2 separate regions of the Ovis aries genome follow, and region 1 is linked to region 2. A link is a contact called in public Hi-C data. All regions are on one chromosome and are shown on one strand. The core of a region is the stretch at or near the end of the contact, and the rest is flanking DNA. Distances in the headings are between cores, read along the strand shown.

Region 1 (5,538 bases), core at 1,916-4,415, 34 kb after region 2:
TGATTTTGCAGTTCCGTTTCTTTCATGTATAGCACAACCCCATGGCAGAAAATAATAGTGAAACCAGATAGGGACCCCAGGGGGCTTCTCGTCCTTCACTGCATCTGAATCCAACCCTTCATCCCAGAGGTGAAGTGAACTTTCTAGAACTCTCACTTTTTAAGCCCCTGCTTTTGCCAACCTGATCGATCTAGACTGGACTGCCCTGGCCTGATCTCTCAAGTGTTTGCCCAGTAATGACAAAGTATGTGAGAATCAGGGCTCCATGGTGAGGGGGAGTTCTGGCTTGAGGAGTATGGGCGGGCCAAGTACCTTGGAAGGGAGATGTTGCAGGATATGGCAGGGAAGCAAAGGGCTTAGCAGGGAGCAGAGTCCAAGGAAAGCATGGGGCTGATTTTCTTCCTCATTTCTCTCTCACTTTATAGCGTGATTCTGGAGAGTGACCCTCAGCAAGTGATCCAGAAAGTGAATTTTAGGGTGAGAGTCATCCTGCATCCCCCCTTACTCCCATCCCCTCCAGGCTCCCCTTCCCATCCTCTGTACCTCCGGTCTTCCCTGTGTCTGGGCAAAGGGAACCCAAGCTCCTCTAGCAGAAGCAGCCACTGGGTTGATGCACTTCTGAAGGGGAGCAGCAGTTTGGAGGGATGTCAGCCAGTAAAAGAGATCTCTGTCCTCTTCCCTTGGCCAATTATAAATACCTCACAATCCTCCCTGGTGAGAAGTACAGACTGAGGAAATAAATCCTCACAGAGACACCTGGTGGCTGCCTTGCCTTGAACTTGGCCTTGGAGGGGAAGAGATGGAATCTCCCCACCCAGTTTGGCTTCTCATGTCTAGATGAAGCCTTTCCTGTCATTTTTAATCCCCCTCACTCTCCACCCACCATGTCCCAGAGACATCCCTGAGGATGCTGGCTTCCAAGGGCTCTAGAACTTCCCCTGAATGATACACATGCAGTTCTGGATCCCCTGATCACAGCATCTGCTCACCACCCACAAGCCCCTTTCTCTCACCTGTCTTTCTTCACCCGCTACCCTTGCCCTGGCCTGACCACCTTGATTCTGCTTCCCCCATAGGCGGATGACAGCGGCTTGACTGAACACAGTGTGGCCCAGGTAGGCCCTCTCCATCTGCCTTGGCCAGAGATGGGCTAAAGGGAGGAGAACAGAGCATCCCAGGGGGACCCAGTGGGGCTTTCCAGGCAGAGAAGTCAGGGATGCAGGAAGGAAGGGATGACTGTGTCAGGCCACCTCTTGGAGACAGTCCACTGGCGGCTGCCAGGGTCCCCATGGTAATGTGGAGCTTGGGTATTAATAAATGATGATGCCTTCCCAGCAGTTCACCTTATCTCCTAGCTGGGTATAGTTGGGTCAAAGCCCAGGAGGAGCTGCCCACACTGGAGATGCCTGGATCACTTGTTCCCCAAGCAGTGTGGGGGCTCAGGCCTCTGGAAAGGATCCCAAATAGGAGTTTTCTTCTAACCCCTGACCCCTGCTCTTTAGGGTCCACTCTGAGGTTGTTAAGGGACACTTAAATCCACCATGGGATCTCATTCTCACCGCTGGCACAGCCAGTTTGGGCTGCACCTTGTCCCTGAGTGACCTGAGTGTGGAAAAGTCCATGCCCACCAGTCCCCTGCATGGTCCTATCTGAGGGTGCATGTGGGACAGGGCTGAGGTTTCCAGATCTACAGCCTGACTGGTTTCCCAGCTGCCCAAACTTCCTACTTGTCAGGCTTGACCTCCATTCTGTCTACCTGCAGGTCTCTCTGCCCAGACTAATCCTGCTTTTATGGAGCTTCCTGCCCTGGCACTAACTTCCTCGTGCTGTAGTGGCCAACGCTGAGATGGGCCCATGCCATTTCATGTGGGGCTCCAGGTGTGGTGCCCTTTGCTGTACCTGCCCTTCATGCTCACGCGGCCTCTCCCTTCCCCGTTGTCCTTGCCTCCTCCTACCCTGATGAGATGAATGCAGCCGCATGGCAATTTTCAGGGCTAAAGAGGTTAAGGGGCAATGAGCAGAGCAGATAAGAACAGGGGCGCTGGTGTGAGTCGTCCAAAGGATGTGGCGTTCTGCCTTACTACCTACAAGCTGGGTGGCCTAGCGCAAGATATTCTACCTCTCTGGGCCTCGAATAATCACAAGTGAAAGTGAAAGTGAAGTTGCTCAGTCGTGTCCAACTCTTTGCGACCCCATGGACTGTAGCCTACCAGGCTCCTCTGTCCATGGGATTTTCCAGGCAATAGTACTGGAGTAGATTGCCATTTCCTTCTCCAGGGGATCTTCCCGATTGAACCCGGGTCTCCCGCGTTGTAGACAGACGCTTTACCGTCTGAGCCACAATAATCGCAGGACACTCCTTATAGAGTTATTATGAAAATTAGATGAGCTAAAGCACGGAAAGCTCTTGGCATACATCCTGTTTTCCATGGGGGAAAGAATGAAGACATAGCACTTTTAATGGAATTCTTGAGTAAACACCAAGGGATGTGCAGGTAGTGAATGGGAGATGAAATAAGGAGAAAGGTAGATCTTCTCTGAGAACTGCAGGAGGACTCCAGGTCCAGGCTGTCCCTGAGAGAGGAGGGGGAGTGGGCAGGAGGAAGGGACATACAGTGTGGGATCAGCCTTCTTTGGGTGGGAGTGAGGCTTGATGGCTGGAGGGACAATCTGAGGGACATAGGTGGGGTCCGCACTGTGTTTGCATGGTGTGTGCACAGTTGCATGGATCTGTGTAAATATGGGGCTGAGGTGGTTTCACAGCAGGATATGAAAGTGAACACATCTGAGTGCAGGTGGCCTTCAGCAGAGCCTGCCCAGGAGTCCTTTGCCAGCTGTGCCACATCAGCAGCAGCTTGGGGTGGGGTGTTGAGGAATTACTGCCAGCCAAAGCTAGAGCTAGGGGTTTGGTGAGGTGTCTGGGCACAGGAAGTGTCAGGCCTGGGCCCGCCTCTGCCTGGACGTGGCACTGCGGGTGGAAGCTTGCATGGCATGGTGTGGGTGTGGGGGAGACAAGGCTGCTGCCACACCCAGGGCTGCAGATGCTGGAACCAGAGGGCAGGCTGGGCCAGCTCCCATCTGGGCTGGTTGCTGGCTACAGCCAGTTTGGGCGGCTCTTTCCATCTTGATGGCCCAGCCCCCCTTAAAGCAGGCAGAGATGAGCTGCTGCCACCTAGTGACTGGGGATTGCCAGGACATGTATCCCCCCAACCTGCCACTGCACTGTTAGTGCACTTGAATTCCAGCCAGTAATTCTCTCAACCTTCCACACCCCACCCTACCCAGGTTCTTCAGTCTGCCAAGGAACAAATTAAATGGTCGTTACTGAAATGAAGGCTGTGCATTCCAGGCTCCTGCCCCCAGACCATTCCCCCAATCCTAGCAAAAGCACAGAAACCCCAGGGAACATTAGAACCCATGCCCTCCCAGAACTGACTCCCGAGGTCTCCGGCCAGGGACTTGAAATGCAGAGATTTGGCTTCAATACTGAGTCACCCCTTCTCCCTGCCCTGGCCTGCCCTTTGGGCATTGAGAACCAGCTGAGTTGTCTTAACTCACACCTTAGGCATCCCTGGCCCCAGAGCCCAAATAAACCTGCTTTTGTCTCCTGCCAATGGTCTCTTTCTCTTTTGGCCTGGGAAGTGTGTGTGTGTTCTGATAAGGGCTTCTGCACACTGAGGCATCTTCTGGATGCCCAGTACTAGGTGTATCTTTGTGGTTGTGTGACTGGGGAGGAAGTGGGTAAAGGGAAAGGAGCCGATTTAACTTAAGTGAGGCGGTGTATGATTGTGGAGGGCTAGATATGATTGTGACAGGGTGAAAGAGTCGCGATGGGAGAAATAGTGCATTTGGGAAGAAAAGAGCAAAAGATACTACACACGTGGTGGCCGCACTGGTATTCTTCAGCTCACTTTTTCCATTCTCAGTCTCCAGAAGGGAAGGGCGTAAAGGTTTCCTCTGGACAAACTGAGGAACAGCACGCCTGTTTTTCTTGGCTTGCTCGGGAAGTTGCGCGGAAATCCAATGCTGGCATATATCCTGGGTACTAGAGCGCTGCAAGCCTGGCTAGGCCCAGATACTGGGGGTGAGGAGACACCGGCCCAGCTCCCACCTTGCATTTGTGTCCAGAGCACCTAGCGCGCCCGAGGGTGAGAACTGCAGGTAAGGAGAGGGATCCTACAGGCAGATGGGAAAGATGGAGTGACTTTCGGGGGTCACGACTCCTCTTCTCTCTCCCTGTTCCAGAACCTCCCCTTTTTCCCTTTTCTGCGTGGCGTACAGAAGTCCCTGAGAGTGTTGATAACTTTCCGATCCAGAGCCAACTGCAGATGCAAGTTCACGCCCCGCCTTGGCTCCGCCCCTAGGCGCCCACCGCGGCGGGGAGCCGGGTCCAGCGATTTTATCCACGATCCTATAGCGCCACCTGGAGGGAAAGGCGGGGAACGCGCTCCCTCCGAGTCCCGCGCCCTCTGCTAACTCCGCCCCCAGGGTGGGACAGACCCCTGCTCCAGCTAGTTAATCGCTGGCCTCCAAATTTAGCGGCAGGGCGTTGCCCTAGCAACCAGCGGGCGGGACCGGCCTTGCGAGCTCCGCTGCAGGCACTGCTCATGAATTTCTGCCTGCCGCTGCTGAAAGTGACAGACCCTGGGTGTTAGTAGAAGCGGTCCCTGCGTGTCAGCAAGTCCTACATTATAAAAAAAAAACAAAACTCTCTACAATGGATATTTATAAATGGGCCTGCCTACTTTTGTAATTAGAGAAAATAATAGTTATATAAACAGATTATAAACACTTTGTACACAACCATTCCAATAAATAATGCAACCCTGAAAAAAAAAAAAAAAGACTGTGCAGTTAAGTGCTGTAGAGTTCAGGGGCCAGTGTGGCGACGGGAAATGAGAGATTTTCCAGAAATACTTTGGCTAATGTTCGGCTTCATCCGGTGTCCGCTCCATCCACCGCCTCTAAATGACCGCAAGAACCGGAGGGGCAAATTCGCTTCCTAGTAACCCTTCGCGCCCAGCTGGGTCCTGCAATTTCAATTGTGCAGGGACTGGAATGGGAAGGCCCAGCACTTCAAACTGGCTCACCGAATACTGTGGACTATGCGGTGCTTGCCCATTTTACGGAGAGGCACACCGAGGCTCTGAAAGGTTAGAGTATTTACGACAGTTTCCACAGAGCCAGGACCGCTGGAAAGAGGCAGCTTTGTCACGCTCCCAATCCTAGGGTCGTCCGACCCGCTCGCCCACACAGGGACTACACTGGATTAAGAGGAATGAGTAGAGGGGCCCTGGTAATGCGGAGAGGCAACCAGAGAGGTGCCCTTGCCCTTTATGGCCAAAGGACTCTGGGGAGAGGGGCTGCAGCGAAGCAGCCGACCCACGCCCTCGGCGGGGAGGGGGCAGCTCAGAAGGTTGCGCGGAACCTCGGCGGCGGGGGCAGGGATCCGGGAGGTCTGGGGAGCGCTGGCAGAATGGGGGTCCAGGACTCCAAGTTTGCAGGCCTGGCTCTCCCGGGGCTGAGGCGGACAGGCCT
Region 2 (5,779 bases), core at 172-2,671:
GAATGCTAGAAGAAATTGCTACATCAAAATAATTTGGTGGAACTCTGAAATCCAGATTTCTGCAATGGCTCCAAATCCTGAACTACGTATGGAGCTGGGCTGTTGGAGAGCAAATGAATCTGATCAAGTCATATTAATCTGATGTGCATGCAAGTCCGCCTTCTCATAAAGATGTTCTCATTTAAAACTCAGAACTGATAGAAATGAACTAAGTCTAGGCTCAGTGTTTTCCCGCCACTAGAATTTGATTGAAATACAAATACCACTACCAGGCCAGCATTCAGCTTACTAAGTAAAAGGAAGTCTTGACTTCCTTCTCCTTCTTTCAGCATCCTGATGTTCTGGTGTGTGGTAAGAAGTTTGATATAGGAGCTTAAGATCCTTAGACAACCATCAGTCTCTGATCTGCACATCACCTTGGTATGACTGACCAGCAAGGTTTTCTCTAAAAGTTAGTGATTCCCTAGCCAAAGAGTTCAGAGTTGTTTTCTCTCTCATCTGTTTGACTTTTAATCGACTTGGCCTAGGGCCTCCTTTTGAGTAAACTGATGGGTATTGAAAGCAAATGAAATCTGGAAGAAAAAAACATCCTTCTGGGATAAAAAGCACAGTTGGCCCTGCTTGAAGAAAGTAGAGCAAGGAATGTTTCTAAGGCTTTTCTTTTTTTTTTTTTTTTTTGGCTTAGGCCAGTTAGGTGGCAGAACTCTGAGGCAAGGCTAAAACATTCAAGTTTACAATATATTCTGACTAGTTTTTCTTAATAAATAGCTAGTGTTAATTCACCAGCAGATCTGAGTCTGCATTCTGACCTTGTTGGTTTGCATAGTTTGTGATAGTACCAAAGCTACTGTTCATGCCATGAGGATTTTAAAATCCTAGTTGACTTTGACCAGTCCTGCCCTGTTTACTGTTTTGCATAGCCACAGACCAGGCTGGGCTACTTTGGGACCTGGCTCTGGGACATGGGCCTATAGTTTCGGTTACTGCTTCAGCCCCTAGCTGAAGATTGGAAGGCTTGTTGAGACAACTGAATTAGCCTCATTTAATTTCTTTAAAAGGCAGAGCCCCAACACTTGGGTCTTTTCTCCCTCTCTCCAGATGAACTAGATTTTATTTCCTTGGTTGAAACAGCAACTGGAATTAGTAACAAATACCATGTAGCCTACTCCATTATACCAGCTTTAAGACAGTATGTCTGCACACTCAGGAAGACAAGGGTTTCTATCCTACTGATTGTGAAAATACACCTCTTCAGCAAGGGCCCATATTCTCACTCCACTGGCGGCAACTTGTACACTAGATTTATGTTTCTCCGCTACTTCAGGCAGACATGAACTTTCAAAGTCCTAGATCTAATAAGGACTGGAACTCAAACCACGCATTAAGTTTCACATCCCCTCAGTCCCCACATGCTCATTCTCTACTGAAAGGTTCAGAACTGGAGGAAAGAATGACACCTCTGTGTGAGAAGTGGAAGTGAAAGAAGGGTGCTTGGTACACTGACAAAGTGACAAGTTGAAGGTCTGAGTCCCTTTCACTTCCCATATAGATCAGGGATAGGAAAAAAAGGCTTAACCACTCTTCATAATCAGTAATCAAACACGGATTTTGCTAGAGCATGTCTACACTGGGTTGTGAAAATGACCTCCAGGAAGGCAGACCCCAACCTGGTACCCCTTTCAGTACCTGCATAGCGTCAATGCCCTAGAACTATGTATTTAGTCTGAGCTTCTGAAGCTGTTGCTCTAGGTCAGTCCCTACTGGATGAGTTAAAATAGGGTGGTGGAGACACTTTTCTACAAGGCACTTGTTTTTCCAGCTACTTGCCAAACAGACCTGAAGAGCAGGTCTGCTGTAGCTGTGGGTGGTAAAAGCAGGGGTGAAGGCCGCCTAAGAGGACTCCATGGTAAGTACCTCCTCATTCAACGGCTGTTTTTAATTGTTCAGCTTTCCCCAGGACAAGCAAGGAGTCGGCTATGAAGGCCAGGTCTTGACACTGGAGCATGTCTCTAGATTTCTATTTTTCCCCTCGGTTCTGTGTGGGGTGTTTTTTTTTCTATTTTTATTGAAGATCTATTTTATTGATACTGAAATAGCCTTGGTTTCAGTAGTAAGACCTTATGTGGGGCAGAGACTGAAACAATGGATCTGGGACTTTCCTGGCGGTCCAGCAATTAAGACTCCATGCAGGGGGTAAGTGTTGGATCACCCATTGAGGAACTAAGACCCCACAAAGCCTGAAAAAAAAAAAAAAAAAAAGGATCTACTTACACTGCCTTACATAATTAAAGATGTGTGGGAAAATCAGTTTGAATGATGCCTAGAACTAAAGACAAAGCAAGCTTTTGACCCCTACCCAAAAAGACACCCAGAAGTTTGGTCCTGAGGCCTACTCATCTCCCTGTGAACTCTAGGACCTTGTGTCACTTCCTGACTCAGGTGCAACAGCTTTCACAGGCCTTACTTGAGTTCTCATATCTTCTTCCTGCTTCTTCCTGCCAGAAAAAGCCTTGAAGCTGGAACACCCACTCCACCTGCCAACAGCAAAAAGAGGTCAGCCCCACAGTAGTGCTGACCAACTTGGCTCAAAGCCCCAGCTAATCAGCAAGCTCCCAGACACAGCTGTACATCTCTCCATAAGGGGCCATGAGGGAAGGGGGTGACCAAAACACACTTTCTCAGACCAGAAGCAACACTAGCAAAGGGGAGGTAAGGCATTTTTCTCTTAAGAGCTAAAAAAAAAAAGTTTAAAAAGTTGCAAAACTAAAGTTAAAGCCTAATTGTGTACTAAACAAAAATATGTATACATGTATCTAGAAGGAATACAAAGACATTACTCTGAATTTTACTTGTCACAGTTTTCTATATATTTTTATCAGCAGTTTTTCCAACTTAATTTTTAGCCTTTTTTCCCTTTAAAATCTGTTTTATTTGGTTTACAGTCGTTTTGTTGTTGTTCAGTCGCTAAATTGTGTCCAACTCTTTGCAACCCCATGGACTATAGCACGCCAGCCTTCCCTATCCTCTCCCAGTTTGCTCAAATTCATGATTCATGTCCATTGAGTCGGCGATGCTATCTAACCATTTCATCCTCTGCTGCCTTCTCTTTTTGCCTTAGGAAACAGCTCTTTCTTGATAGGACCAACCAACCCCTTCCAACTAGGGTTGGGGGAGGAGGGGGTGGGAAGCCATTGTAAATTGAAACAAATTAAGAGCTCAGCCTTATTCCCAGAATTCTATTCCACCCCACAGAATAAACTCTTGTAGCATCACGGAACCAGGTCACACAGTGGTACATGGGGAGTTCCAGATCACAGGTTTCATAATAGAGAACACAGCCTCCAGCCCAAAACCTTGTCTGGTAATCTCACAGAGACTGCCAAGTGGCCCATTCATTACTTGGGCATTTGTAAAGTACCTACCATAGATGGGCATGAGGCCGTCCTAACAACCATCTGGTGCCTTAAAGCATTCACCACTTCACACGCTTTTGGTTTTTTGAGGGAGAAGATTCTGGTCACCTCAGCTGGAAAGGATTTCAAATGCCTTAAACCCTGGGGTCAAATTGTCTGTTTCTCTAGTCCTGGGGCCCTGCTGTTCCAATGAAGGGCCTGGCATGCGCCGGTCCGTCCATCCCTCAGGTTTCCATCCTCACTGTCATCACTGACTGCGCTCCAGCTGGCAGGTGGGACCACCCGAGAAGTAACAGCATGGTCCGTGTTAGAACTGGAGTTGCCGCAGGGGGACAGGTAAGGAGCTGGGCCGCGTGACGAAACCCGCCCAGCCCTATGAGAATAAGGCCAAAGGACACTGAATTCTTCCTCTAAGAGGATTCAGCTGACAAGCCCTACAAAAAGGTAATAAACTCATTTTTGGAAGACTTAATGCAGTATTTAAGACTGAGTTGTCAACCTGCCCAACTCTTCACCCACCTTCCCATAAGAGCTTTGCCTTCGCCAGTGGTCAGTGCTCTCCTCTTGGGGCCTATTTCCTTTACACTCACTCAGTTTAAATTCAAAATGGGGAAAAATTGCACTTGAGAATGAATCATTCATTTTATTTTATTTTGTCATGTGCTCACAGCATCTTTCTTTCTCTCTCTCTCTCTCCTCTCCCTGGCAGGTCACAGAGATAAATTAAAAATAAATCTACAAGGAAATAATTTATAAAAGCACTTCCCAGGCTCATGCCTTCTATCCCTACTGCTCAGTTAGAACGCCTCCCCCTCCAAGTGGGGAAGAGAATCAGTGCTTCCCCCACTTGAACTCATTCCTGTCAGTCTGGGGCAGACCATGCTCTAGACCCAGGCAGAGGTGGGGACGGCAGTAGGCAGCAAAGACACGGGTCCAGAAACCACCTGGTCACCTTGGCGCTCCCCTCTCTGCCTCCCCCAGGCAGTCCGCCAGAAGCCCTTGCTAAACTGGGGTAAGGAGAAGCTGCCTGTGGCCAACAGCCTTGGGGAAGGGGTACCCTCAGCCCCTCTTACATGCACTTCTCATTCTCCTAGAAAGAAACCCAAAAAGAAAGCAGACAGAGACCTCGGGACAGAGGAGAAAAATCCCAAGTGTTCACACGATTACACGGAGTCTTTATGGCAAAGAGAACATTTAGCAGCTTTAAATATTGGGGTATCTCCTTTTTACTCAACACAAGCATTCTAGACCCTATAAGTGAAACAGGGCTCAAACCCTAAAAAAAAAAAATCAAAGCGCAAGAAACTCTAAAAGGACTAGTTTTTGTCGTCGTTGCTGGGTTTCATATTTTTTGTCTTTCCAGTGACAAGCCCAGTTGGTGGGGGAGGCCTGAGGGAAGGGTCACTCCCCAGTGTTGTGCTGAATACTGCCTGGCTTCTCCACATCACCCCCTGCCTCAGAGCAGCTCCCAGGAGGCTGCAGGCCCAGCACCCCAGCTGCAGAAGAACTCCAGGCAGCCGCTGAGGGGCAGGGGCACGCGGGCAGGAAGAGAACAGCATTCACATGCAGGCTCTGGTGGAGATGTGGGAGCCTTGGCTCAGGGGGGACTGGGCACAGAGGAAGGCGGATGGCAGGGCAGCTGAGTGGCATGCTTGGCTGGGGCTGCTGCAACACAGGGCCTGACCCTCGCCTGTCTACCGTTTGTTTCATCCTAACTCTTCAAGTCAGTGTCGGGTCCCAGTGGCTCCCCCATGACCGAAACCTCACAGAAAACATCATCCAAGAGCTCCCCTTCAGGGATGCCAAAGTGCAGGGGCAGGAGAGTTCAGAAGCCCCTCCCAGAACCCACTCCGTGTTCCACCCCTCCCCTGGGGTGAAGTGGGGTTTACTCACACCAAATGATCTAGTCTCCCCTAAAACCTGATGCCTGGAATCCTGGCCAGAGCCAATTTAACCTGCCCTTTGATTTTCTTCCCGCTTTGATTTTCCTTCCCCTTCCTTCCTTCCCGGTGATGAGACTGACTTTCTACTACCTCCCCCTCCTCTCACAAGTCCCTTCCTTCCCATCTGCTGGCCTCCAACAATGCCAGCACCACCCTTCCCCTGAAGGAAAGGGGCAGGGGTGAGGGCCCGGTCCACCCAGGCGGTCTGGCCACTTCCACCCCCTCAGCGGGGGAAGCTGAACCAGACAGCGCCTGCCTCTTCTGTCCACTGACCCGCAGTCATCCCCTCTGAGAAGATCTATTGGATAAGAAGGCATTAAAGTCCCCGCTGTAGGTCCAGGTCCAGGCCCAGCCCTTCTCCAGTTCCCATCTCGGTGAGCGTCAACCCCCTTCCTCCCCAGGCTCACTTTCTCCGGTCCTTCG

The links. Hi-C and Micro-C count contacts between places; a contact is called where the count stands out from the background.
Region 1: a Hi-C map of liver shows a contact between it and region 2, with 2.5 times the contacts expected there. The contact joins two enhancer-like sites. A contact is called at or near these places in 12 of 16 Hi-C or Micro-C datasets (blood, hypothalamus, liver and 6 more).

The regions. Positions count from the first base shown.
Region 1 is chr11:38,181,911-38,187,448 of ARS-UI_Ramb_v3.0, forward strand. COPZ2 (COPI coat complex subunit zeta 2) reads left to right here. Exons shown (of 7, transcript XM_060395564.1): 7 at 426-3,614. The coding sequence ends at 732. Among named protein-coding and RNA genes, the nearest start is that of MIR152, 8.4 kb to the left of the region's middle. Within about 2 kb of position 3,166, at least 20 of the 54 cell types and tissues checked have an H3K27ac peak or open chromatin away from gene starts, as enhancers often do. A contact at or near this core is called in liver, where this site is marked.
Region 2 is chr11:38,149,735-38,155,513 of ARS-UI_Ramb_v3.0, forward strand. It overlaps NFE2L1 (NFE2 like bZIP transcription factor 1), which reads right to left. Exons shown (of 5, transcript XM_060395559.1): 5 at 4,044-5,779. The coding sequence ends at 5,760. Among named protein-coding and RNA genes, the nearest start is that of NFE2L1, 13 kb to the right of the region's middle. Within about 2 kb of position 1,422, at least 7 of the 54 cell types and tissues checked have an H3K27ac peak or open chromatin away from gene starts, as enhancers often do. A contact at or near this core is called in liver, where this site is marked.